Regions from separate parts of the Mus musculus genome. Here regions 1, 3 and 4 are each linked to region 2. The links are chromatin contacts, called in public ChIA-PET, HiCAR-type and promoter capture Hi-C maps. All regions are on one chromosome and are shown on one strand. Each heading gives the region's core, a stretch centred on a gene start, on an enhancer-like site or on the middle of the called end of the contact. The rest is flanking DNA. Distances are from core to core; before and after follow the strand shown.

Region 1 (2,700 bases), core at 50-2,549, 590 kb after region 2:
CATTTGCTTGCTCTGCTACTAACCTGAAGTGTGACTTCAGCCACATTCTGAAAACTGCACTCATAAACATGTACTGAGCAAAACCTATATGGTGTATCTTATTTATTTGAATCACACTGTATCAAAAATGTAGCAGGTATTTCTTCCAAAAACTGAATTCAGGGAGAATTTGGACTCTATCTTCCAAATTCAGTAAGAAGAGGCACAGTACAACGATGAAATATGTTCCAGAATACATAAAACCAGATTTGAAGTCAGGCACAATTCAGAACCGACTGTCTATCCCCCCCACCTTCACCCCCGCCCCGCCCCCCTACCATACCCTAGCTGCCTTTGTAATAAAAGCTTCCAAAGTACCGTTCGAAGTACTAAAACTCGGGCAGTATCTCTAAAAGTGATTCTCTCCTCTATGGGTTGACCTCCCTCTGATGGAATATCAATAAACGGTGGAGAGATGGAGCAACAGGAAAAAAAGCTATTTCCCCTGCAGAACGATCTGCTTCGTAAGGAGGCTGTGTATCTTTTCCCTTGGAATGTTTCGGTATGATCAGCTTGGGTCTGAACAAAACTAGTTCTAATGAGCACTGCAATATGTACAGTCGGGAGTCAAGGCAAGTCACAAGACTGGCCTGGCCTATTCCTGGGAGGCAGCAGCCCACAGCTCCGGGGCGAGCTTCGGGGAAGAAGTTTGCAGAGGTGCTCACGTTCAAGCCCCAGTTCCCAAACTCTGGAAGTGAGCCATGTCAGAGGCCAGGGCCCCGCCATTGTGTATTCTGAGTGAGGCCCATGATCTCAGCGTCCCTTAAACTTGAGCGCTGTCCAGTCCACCTGAGGCCAGGCCAGGGCGGACTCCGCCTCCCTACTGCAAAGTTCAGGGAGCCGGCGCCCCGCACGCACAGGCCGAGGCCCTCCAGGCACAGGTCGCCCTCCTCTTCCTCCTCCTCCCGGCCTACGAGCGCGGAGGACGCCTCCGAGCCTCGCACGGAAGGCGGCCAGGCCAGCGCCGAGGTCGCGCCGAGCCCTGCACGGAGGGCGGCAGGGCCAGCGCCGAGGGCGGCTCCCTGCCAGCGCCAGCCTAGGCGTGTGCGGGCCCCTCGCATCCCGCCCGCCGAGGCCTGGAAGCCGCGCCCGCATCGGGCCTACGCTCCGCCCGGCTTCCCCGGCGGTGAGAAGGGAAGAGCGAGCGTCAGCCGCGGAGCCGCCGGCCGTTCCTTACCGCCTCACTACTCCGGTCTTGATCTTGATCTGCCTCACGCGAGGATCGGCCATGGTCCCTAAGGCGCCGCAGGAAGGAGAGGCGGGGCTGCGCGGCGCGCCGGCGCAGAAGGGGCGGTGGAGTGGGCGTGGAGCCCAGAGTGCGCGCATGCGTACCTGGAGAGCCCGACCCCGCCTCGCCTCCCGACTCTTACCTGGAATCCTTGCATCTAGACTGCTGGTACCTAGAGCTGGAGACTCTCAAAGCCCTATACCAGCTGCTTCTCCCTGGTGCTTGGACAGGATTTGTACACAAGCTGCACTTTTATTTTCTCAGTCTCCATAGCCTGAGTTAAGAAACTTTCTGTTCCTGAGAAAGTGAACAGGATTAGCTGCTTAATGGACAGTGTGACTTAGAAACTATTAACAAGGATAATTTTTGTTTTCACTGTCTGTTGTCAAATGGAGAAAGAGATCTGTGTTTGATGAAATAAAATACCATAATGCAGACAGTCAAAAGAAATTTTTAATTTTAATTTAATTTTTTTTTTTACATTCCAATCCATGCCCCCTCTTCCGGTTCCCTTTCTCCATATAGTCCCTTCCCTTTCCAGAGTGTTACTTATGTAAATTGTCTTGTGATGTTTGAGTTTATGGAGAGAGGACTCTGGGAGTAAGGAGGTTCCTCTTGTCCTAAATTTTAGCAAGTTTGTTTCAAGTGTCCAGCAAGACTCCCCGTCCTGAGACATGCTGGCCCCCTACCCCTGAGACAGGGAGAAAACAGTACAGCATTGCACCTTCTTGGCCTAGAGGGGAGCAGCCCTTTCCTCCTAGCCTGATGGCCTGAGACCAATCTGCAGGACTCAAAAGTGGTAGAGTGTAAGAACCAGCTCTCGCAAGTTGTCCTTTGACCTCTGCAAGTTCACTGTGGCTTGCAAATATACACAGAAGTGTATGAAATAAACGCTTGGTTTTTGTTTTTTAAGTTGTGTAAAAGTATGCCTACACTGGCAACAAAATGGCAGAATCCCATCCACAGAGAGAATCTCTGACTGGGGGACTCCGAGGGACTTCTCCAGTGCTTTGTGCAGGGTGTTGTAAGAACCTGTTTCGATGGTGTCATCTATCCGCTCCCTGCTATTTATTTGTTCATCTCCTTTTTCTTGCTACACACTTAATGGACTCAGTCATTTGAGAGCAAATGACTAGCCACCTATCTCACATGTGGAGTTCTATCCTTTAGCGAACACAGGACCCCGGCACTCAACCTCCTTGAAGAGCCCTAAGAAATAATGCCCACGTCACGTGACAGGTGTATAGAGGGTGGCATTCAGCACAATGCCTAAACACAGCAGACATGGGACAACTTTTGACTCCACCATATTTTCCAAGATACAATTTGCATAGAACAAGGCACCCTGAACTGTGTTCTAGAGTCTCTTCCTGTTGAAGCACCCCTACAACCCCCAAGGAATTGAGGCATGGCCTCCATTGCGTCCTCATTTC
Region 2 (2,749 bases), core at 125-2,624:
TACTAAGATTGTTGCTATTCTTCAGGACAGCATATTGCTATGTTGCCTAGGCCAGACAAGAACCCAGGATCCTCCTGCCTCAGCTTTTCTTGCTCTGCAGCTCTGGCAGGCCAGGGACTTGCTCTGCCACAGGCTGTCAGTTCACCTGCCTCTGTCTTCTGAGTACTTGAATCACAGGCTTGTATCACCACATGTGACTCTGTACTTTTGAGTAAAGATTTTATTTAACCTTTGTAGCCGAACACTGGAAAAATTCACAAAATGAAAATAAATACTTCTCTTCAGTCTTTTAAAAAGCCCCATCGTATATATTCACTGTACACAGTACTGTGTCGCATAAGGGCATTTTCATACTTTTTTTACATTAAGTATATTCTTTCCTTTACCTTGGCCTCATTTCTCCCCCTTACTAATCTCTTCTCTTCCCCTACACAGTTGCTGTTACTCTCATGTCATAAAAATAATTATCTTTATCCTTATCTATTTATGCTATTAGCAGATCAGATAATATAGATAAATGATTTTATAAATCTATACAAAACCTAGGAACCATGTGTAAGAGAAAACACATGGTATTTGCTTTTCTGGAACTGGCTTAATTCCGTATCTCCAGATATATCTATTTGTAAATATAAACCATTTTGCTACAAATAACTTAATTTTATTTTAATTTATCGTTTAAAAATACATTGCGTATATATGCCATATCTTCCTTAATTCACAACACTGTTGTTAGTCACCTTGTCGGGTTTTGTAACTTAGCTATTATAATTAATATGCCAAGTCTCTCTGTGATATGTTGACTGGGAGTCAGGAGTGGCTTTGCTGGGTCACATACTGACTATGTATAAAAGTAAGGTTTTTTTATTCATATTTTTTTTTTTTTTAAAAAAAAGGCATCCTACAGAACCATCGCGATTATATGGTTGTTTTATGGTAACAGACTAAAGGAGAGCTCATAAGTAGTCCTCCAGTAACAGGAACGGGACAGATGATAGTGATGGTCTTGCAAAGCTATGTAAAGGACATGCTCTTAACAAAGCTATGTCGTGTGAATCCCTTTAGTCTGGGAAGAGAATTCAATGTTAAAGTTCCCATTATAAGGCGAACTTACAAAGTGCACTTCTAAGAATACTTGTACATTGGAAGAACCCTCGATTTTGAATGGGGAAACATTTCACCAATCGGACTCAAACTCCTACACTACAATACAAGGGAAACAATCGGAAGTAAAAACACAGGCCGTTGTTTGGGCACATAAACACCAATTTGTACCCAGCTCCTAGCCCCGTGTACCAGCGCGATCAGACCCTTCTAGCTTTCCGTCGCTTCCTTTTTCCGTCTTGGCTCCGCCCTCCTCCGGCTTAGCGTTTCCGGCTCAGCCCGGAACTAGAGGCTTCCGCTGGGTTCGCTTTAGTTCTCCCGTCCGCTGGCTTCCCGGAGACTGTCACCGGGCGGGTGTCCGCGCGGCCCGGGTAGAGTCGGCTTCGTCCCCAAGCTCGCAGTCCCGGCCGCCGTCTTCGGGGGCGACATGGCCGGGGCCCGCTGCGGTCGTCCGAGCGTGAGGCCGCCCCTCGCAGCCCGCGCGCTCCAGTGGCCCCTGGGCCAGTGGGCCCCGGTGTCGTCCTAAGCAGCCCGGTCCGCGCCCCGCGGGCTCGGCGCTCACGGCCGCATGGCCTCCGAGGCGCCCTCGCCGCCTTCGCCTTCTCCGCCGCCGCCCGCCTCTCCGGAGCCGGAGCTGGCGCAGCTCAGGCGGAAGGTGGAGAAGTTGGAGCGCGAGCTGCGGAGCTGCCGGAGGCAGGTGCGGGAGGTGGAGAAGCTGCTGCAGCACACGGAGCGACTCTACCGCAACGCCGAGAGCGACAACCAGGAGCTCCGCACGCAGGTACGCGGCTGCCGGGGCCAGACCTGCTCCACGGACCCTGGGAAGTCATGACAGCCCAGAGCTGGTCAAAATCCCAAAGACCTGTGGAGCCAGTTGGCCAGTGCCAGCCAATTGGTTTGGGCAGTTGTCTCAGGGCAGGCGAGAATGAACTTCAGCATGGGCTACATGGTCTTGATCGTCTGTCCTACTGGCAATGGGCGCATTTATTTGGGGGGGGGGGTCACGTTTAAGAGTTTTTTGTTATTTGTTTTGTTTGGTTGAGTTTTTAATTCTTATTTTGGTTGATACGAAATCTCCATTTGGGGCCTTGAACTTGCTGTGTAACAGAGGATGACCTTGAAGTTCAACTTTTGATCCATGTCAACACTTCCCAAGTGCTGAGGTTGTGGGCTTGCATTTTTCTCCACCGCCCCCCCCCTTCGCCCCCCAAACACACACATTTGGGATTCAATTGAGAATCTACGCAGGTCAGCCTGGCTTAGGTCTTAAAATGCAGCCCAAGTTTGACTCAAACTCAGACTCCCTCCTAGGCTGGGATTTCAGGCATGAGCCAACACCCACCCATCCCCTTTTGAGAACTTAGAATGCCATTTCCTACCTCGTGTTTCCCTGCTGTTTATAAAGTCAGGGTGATAATAGTGTACAGCAGTGACGTTTAAAAGCAGGAACATAGTTTAGTTTTACACTCTTGAACATACTCCATGTGTAAGGTGACCTCAGTTATCCTCTTGGGTTCACTTGTAGGAAGGTACATCCGCCTTTCTTACAGATACTAGAAATGTGTTTCATTTTCATAATCTGTAGTGAGGCAGATGCTTGACAGTGATGCTTAAAAAACAATACAGTTTTACCTTGTTCATTGAA
Region 3 (2,812 bases), core at 66-2,565, 570 kb before region 2:
TATGCTACCATAGGAGCGGAAGAGGGAAGAGAAAAGAGTTACAAGCCCAGCACCCACTGTGTGACAGTCACTGTGGTCCTGTTTAGTGATGGTTATAATTTCACTTCCCCTCACATCCATCTCAGAGGAAAGAGATTAAGCCACATCCCACTGGGTCTGCATTTGTAGTAAGGTGCCTTGGACCATGCCTTACACACAGCAGCCACGGGATTCATATCTGTTGTGTGAATAGGCAAAGAATGAAAAGACTCCTGGTATACACATTCACGGCCATCTCGGGTCTGATTCCTGCAACTGCCTCCTTCCCTTCCATATCCGAGTACACAGAAATCAACTAGAGGCAACGCGCTGCCAGGCAACAATTATACTGCCCCTTTAACCTACAAGGCCCTTCTACCATGCTTCCTTCTCAGGTCAGGTTTCCCTAGAAACAGATTAAGAGAGATTTTAGCTGTCTGTTGATGAGTGCTCTTGGAATAGCTGCCTAAGAAGACAGAAGGACATGGCAGGAAGAAATCTCTAGTGTGTGGTAGTGGGAGGCTCTGTGAGGATGGAGAGAGTTCTGGAATTGTCCTGATGGAGGCAAGGGGAGGGACCGTTGCATGCCCACTTTGGGTGACACAGCTGCCTTCCTAGAGGGACTCCACCACGAGACATTAGATATAACACTCCAGACCTCTACAGAGTGAGTGCCTCTGGCCTGCAGGAAGATCTGGAGTGCCTACCTTCCTGTCTCATCTGCCTGCTCTGTGGCTGACTTCCTGTGGCATCCAGAACAGGGGGCACTGTGTCAAAAATGCCACACCAACTCAATTGTGTCTCCCTGACACACTTAATCCAATACCTAGCTGTTCCAGAGGAGACCGAACATGAGAGTTTGACTCTATGTACCACTAAACTTTTAGAGCTAGGCATGGCAGCTCACACATAACTAGCACTTGGGAGGCTGGAGCAGAAGGACTGCCTATCCTGGAAGGCTGCCCTGAGCACACGTAGGAAATAGTAGGCCAGCATGGACTATAGAACAAGAACCCTGTCTAAACAAACCAACAAATCCGCCAAAGTCTTGACTTCCAACAAGAACACACAAAAATACACACATGCTTTTAGCCTTTATTTTGGTAGCTACAACAGCCCTCAATGCTGGGGACTGAACCCAGGGGCTTGCTAGACATTCTTATCACTGAGAAACATCCCCAGTCCTTGATTTCTAAGACAAGATCAAATGTAGCCAAAGCTGGCCTCAAACAGAAGTCCTCTTGCTTTAGCTTCCTGAGTTTGGGACTGGAGGCATGTGCCACAACCCGCATACCACAAGAACCCCCATGGGTTCAGCTGGGGACTTGCTTTAAGTAGGTACAAGTAAGGGAGGTCCCACACACACAGCTGAAAGCAGCTTCTTGTTGACAGCATTGTGAGAGCCTTGAGGTCTGTCCCTGATCAGACACCAGGCTCCCGCTGGTGAATCCCTCCTCCTCACAGGCTGCTCTGAGAGCTGCCTGATTAAAATGCTGCAAGAGCTGAACAGCCACAAATCTAAGTGTCCTAAGTTATCATTTCCCCTATTCCATTTTGTGTGTGTGTGTGTGTGTGCGTGTGCGTGTGTGTGTGTGTGTGTGTGTGTGTGTGAGAGAGAGAGAGAGAGAGAGAGAGAGAGAGAGAGAGAGAGAGAGAGAGAGAGAGAGAGAGAGAGATTTTCTTCTAGGACCCTGCAGCTACTAGAGGAAAGAATAATAAGAAAAAAAAATCTGTAACACAGGAAGATGCTCTGCCTCCTCCATTATTATTGAACTGGTTTTGCACAGTATGCTGATCTCTGAAACGATGAGCTTCCAAACAGCAGCCAATGCTACGGAGACAGTAGAGCTGGCCTCAGGTCTGCAACAAGGCAAGAGACCCCATAGAATAAAGATGTAGGCTGGCGTGATGTACAGGGAAAGATGACCAGAGTAAAATAAAGGACCAGCACTCTGCACATACGTGCTGTTCGGCTCTCCATAGAAAATGCCATTACATGTTCTGAGCATGTAGTTTGGGCCCTCTGATGTCAGAAGGTCACCCATTAGACACTTGTTAGGGAACTTGAAGGACCTGTGGTTTCCATTTGGCCAAGTTCCTTCCAAGTTCCTGAAATTTAACTTAAGCAACATTTATCATCTTGACCAACAAGGCAGAGGTGTTAACTGCAGCAAAGCTAACAGTGCTCAGTGATTAGACCTCCAACTGGAAGAAAAGCAAATGAAGGGATGGAATGGGGTGGGATGGGATGGGAGCCACTCCGTGATAGAGATTCACCCAGCATGAGCAAGGCCTTAGGTTTGATTCCCAGCACAGTAAACACAATTTGAAATTATAAAGCAGTGAAAACAAGCGAAACTGGAGGAGTTTCACCATATTCACCGTAGCTTTACAAACTACAGACCTTCATTCCCCAAAGAAAGCAGAGACAGAAGAGAGAAGAGGCAGGAAGCAGGGATATGAGAATCCCCAAGGATGAGAAATAATTTCCCTTTCTTCCCAGGGTCACATACAACATGGAATTCCTGTCGAGCTTCTCTCTCTCTCTCTCTCTCTCTCTCTTTCTCTCTCTCTCTTTTTCTCTGTGTGTGCTTGTGTGTGTGTGTGTGTGTGTGTGTGTGTGTGTGTGTGTGACTGTGTGACTGTGTGTGACTGTGTGTGTGTGTGACTGTGTGACTGTGTGTGACTGTGTGACTGTGTGTGACTCTGTGTGTGTGTGTGTGTGTGTGTGTGTGACTGTGTGACTGTGTGTGACTGTGTGTGTGACTGTGTGACTGTGTGTGACTCTGTGTGT
Region 4 (2,890 bases), core at 389-2,888, 590 kb before region 2:
AACACCACTAATCTGAAAGGCCACATGCTTGTGAGTTTCAGACTGTAAAGCACTTTGGACGGCAAGTTTCTGGATGAAAGTATTCAACTAGGAATGGCTGTGCACACACTCCAAATTCTAACCTGAAACAGCTAAGGTCCCACAGGTTCCAGATCAGGCGTGCTCAGGCTGCATTTGTTCTCCACCCACTAGCAAAAACATACTTGGTACCTAAGAGGAGGACACACCTCTTGAAAATTCAGTTGACTTTAATTGTTTAAAAATCAAGCACGGACTGGAGCGATGGCTCAGTGGTTAAGAGCACTGACTGTCCTTCCAGACAACCTGAGTTCAATGAATTCACAGCCATCTGTAAGGGGATCTGATGTCCTCTTCTGGTGTGTCTGAAGACAGCAATAGTGTATTCATATAAATAAAGAAATAAGTAAGTAAGTAAGTAAGTAAATAAATAAATAAATAAATGTTTTTAAAATTGAGCACATTATACTGACCTGGCAGCAAATACCCTATAATCATAGTTCTCAAGAAGCTGAGACAGGAGGATTGTAAGTTAAGTGCTAACTGATTCCTGCAAGGTCTCTGATCTCCACATACACACTAGATGAATAAATGAGTATAAAAATAAAATCTAGGAATATTCATTTAGATAACTAATAAGAGGAAAATGAAAATAAAATAATCCTAAAGAAACCCATTGCCAAATCACTATCAATAGGGTAAAGCATTGGAAGGGACCTGGGTGGGTCCGGGTGTGCTGTTAAGAGATCACCCTGTGCAACAAACCTAAAGCAAGAGGTTTGGGGGTGGGGTAGCAAAAACAGTCTCAGAGTGGGGACATGAGACAGACAGACTGAGAGACAGTTAAAACGAGAGGGACAAAATGAGAGAGAGAAAGAGAGAGAGAGGGAGAGAGAGAGAGAACACACACACACCGTGATGTTGACAGATGCCCTTTAAAGGGTCTGTGTTGCATAGCAACTCTTAGCGGTGGTGGGAACTCTTAGCTATGGTCGAAATGCACAGCACTGGATGCTGACGTAAGTAAACTACAGGTGCTGAGTCGCTGAGAAGCAGGCTGATAGTGTCTGACAGACGGCAGTTGTATTTTATACTGGAACAAAATTTGAATTTCCTTATTTCCTCTATTTAAGAGGTGTCACCAAGATTCTGGACACTTATAAAACAAATAACAAGTCACTTTTGTAAAGACTTGAGAGCCTGCTAGATCGCCCAGTCCCACTCCCTGGACAGAGGAGGTGGCCCAGCTTCTCCCAAGCTAAGCAGAGGCTAGCTGACTCCTACGGAAAGAGGCTTTAAGCCTGCTTTTATCCTGAGAGGACTTACACGGAGTGAAATTAACTTTTACTTAGTAGAACCATCCTTCCAACACATTGGACCAAGAAAGAGCTTTTTTTTCTTCTTCTGTACCAAAATAAGAGTCAGTAGAGTCGTACGTACGTCATCAGGAGACCGGCCGCAGCAGTGACAGCTGGCTTCTCTGCCTCCGCGTTTGCTAACAAGCATTTTAATTATCTGCTTCACTAACATACGGCACAAACCACGTAAAGACCATCAGGGTGACTGCGCAGAACGTGTAAGTTTAAAGCTGGACTCCCGAGCATCATTTTCTAAACCTTGACTGTGTTTCTGTCCCTTGCAGAGCAACGGGCTTCGGCTTCTTGAACGCCCTCTGTAAAGCGGCGGCCGTCCTGGGAAACTTAATCTTCGGCTCCTTGGTCAGCATCACCAAAGCCATCCCCATCCTGCTGGCTTCCACTGTGCTCGTGTGTGGAGGACTCGTGGGGCTGCGCCTGCCCGACACACGAACCCAGGTTCTGATGTGACGTGACAAAAGCCATTCCCTTCCTCCCACCGTGGGTCGGTCGTATTGCCTGACTCAAAGCTTCAGAGTTTTAATGTATAGAAAGGTGGCCAAGTATCAGAACACAAACTTTTGCTGTGATGTAACGTGTAGCTGCGTATTGTCTTACCCCGCCAGTGTGATTTGCAGGGTTTCCCGCCCCCCCTCCCCCCGTGCACTGTTAGCTTTTCCTAACTGTGATGTTCCTGCTTCTCAGTGCCCAGTGGAAGTGTTCCTAAAATGTCTCAGTTGACCAGGCTTCCCCAAGGACTACATTCACCAAGAATCTAAAAAGTCTGTGCTGGTGTAAGAAATAGACCCTGCTGGCGACGCTCTACTAACAGGAAGTTTAAATTGGCATAATTTTGTGCTGAGGAAAGGGATTTCTTTTTCTTCTTTTTTCTTTCTCTCTTTCTTTCTCTCTCTTTCTTTCTTTCTTTCTTTCTTTCTTTCTTTCTTTCTTTCTTTCTTTCTTTCTTTCTTTCTTTCTTTCTTTCTTTCTTTCTTTCTTTCTTTCTTTCTTTCTTTTTCTCATACCGAGTGATACTTCCTGTTTTCTTAGAAAAAAGACAGCCTGCCAGCCACTCTAGCTGTTACAGCAGGGGGTTTCAAGACAATTGTGTGACACCAAGCACTTCTGGGCGGGGCTCTTTTGGGCAGGATGATTAGGGTGGTTTTGTTAACAAGAAAAGTTTAAAGTCTATCCCCACTTGGCAACGAAACCCTACCTGAGCAGCACAAGGCAGATTTTTAGATAGAAATTGGAATTCACAACCAAAGCCATTTGGGAAACACAGACGGGAGCCTCTCTTGTACGGTCCCTTGCGGGTCAACACCACCCACCCTCCTTTGATCAACTGTCCACTGTTACATTTTTAGCCCAAATCTCCACATCAGGTCATGTCCCTCCAGTGTCCCCAGGCTGTGGGCTCCTAGCCTTGTCTCTGGACAGTTTTTGAGCCTGCCTGCTCTCCCCAGCAACCCTCCGGCAGGCAGGACAGCATTTCCTGGTGGGTGAATATCTGTTTT

The links. Promoter capture Hi-C pulls out the DNA fragments that hold promoters and counts their contacts. ChIA-PET counts read pairs in DNA pulled down with a chosen protein or histone mark. HiCAR-type assays count read pairs that join an accessible place to other places.
Region 1: a contact with region 2 is called in a HiCAR-type map of fibro-adipogenic progenitors, with 4 times the contacts expected there. The contact joins the promoter of Tbca here to the promoter of Aggf1 in region 2. A contact is called at or near these places in 2 of 39 promoter capture datasets (the C10 cell line and pre-B cells), 3 of 484 Hi-C or Micro-C datasets (CD4 T cells, double positive thymocytes and erythroblasts) and 2 of 115 datasets of contacts at active chromatin or transcription factors (fibro-adipogenic progenitors and memory CD8 T cells).
Region 3: an RNA polymerase II ChIA-PET map of memory CD8 T cells shows a contact between it and region 2, with 29 read pairs. The contact joins the enhancer-like site here to the promoter of Aggf1 in region 2. A contact is called at or near these places in 3 of 39 promoter capture datasets (HPC-7-derived erythroid cells, embryonic stem cells and pre-B cells), 2 of 484 Hi-C or Micro-C datasets (the G1E-ER4 cell line and embryonic stem cells) and 1 of 115 datasets of contacts at active chromatin or transcription factors (memory CD8 T cells).
Region 4: a promoter capture Hi-C map of fetal liver shows a contact between it and region 2, with 3 times the contacts expected there. The contact joins the enhancer-like site here to the promoter of Aggf1 in region 2. A contact is called at or near these places in 7 of 39 promoter capture datasets (HPC-7-derived erythroid cells, embryonic stem cells, fetal liver and 3 more), 5 of 484 Hi-C or Micro-C datasets (CD4 T cells, the G1E-ER4 cell line and embryonic stem cells), 2 of 115 datasets of contacts at active chromatin or transcription factors (embryonic stem cells and memory CD8 T cells) and 1 of 9 other capture datasets (liver).

The regions. Positions count from the first base shown.
Region 1 is chr13:94,787,519-94,790,218 of GRCm38.p6, reverse strand. It overlaps Tbca (tubulin cofactor A), which reads right to left and starts at 1,299. Exons shown (of 4, transcript NM_009321.3): 1 at 1,217-1,299. The coding sequence starts at 1,269.
Region 2 is chr13:95,373,982-95,376,730 of GRCm38.p6, reverse strand. Aggf1 (angiogenic factor with G patch and FHA domains 1) reads left to right here and starts at 1,374. Exons shown (of 14, transcript NM_025630.3): 1 at 1,374-1,885. The coding sequence starts at 1,673.
Region 3 is chr13:95,941,349-95,944,160 of GRCm38.p6, reverse strand. No RefSeq gene overlaps it. Among named protein-coding and RNA genes, the nearest start is that of Gm24032, 46 kb to the right of the region's middle. Within about 2 kb of position 1,315, at least 58 of the 459 cell types and tissues checked have an H3K27ac peak or open chromatin away from gene starts, as enhancers often do. A contact at or near this core is called in memory CD8 T cells, where this site is marked.
Region 4 is chr13:95,960,234-95,963,123 of GRCm38.p6, reverse strand. It overlaps Sv2c (synaptic vesicle glycoprotein 2c), which reads left to right. Exons shown (of 13, transcript NM_029210.1): 13 at 1,661-2,890. The coding sequence ends at 1,844. Among named protein-coding and RNA genes, the nearest start is that of Gm24032, 65 kb to the right of the region's middle. Within about 2 kb of position 1,638, at least 126 of the 459 cell types and tissues checked have an H3K27ac peak or open chromatin away from gene starts, as enhancers often do. A contact at or near this core is called in the G1E-ER4 cell line, fetal liver, hematopoietic stem and progenitor cells and 2 more, where this site is marked.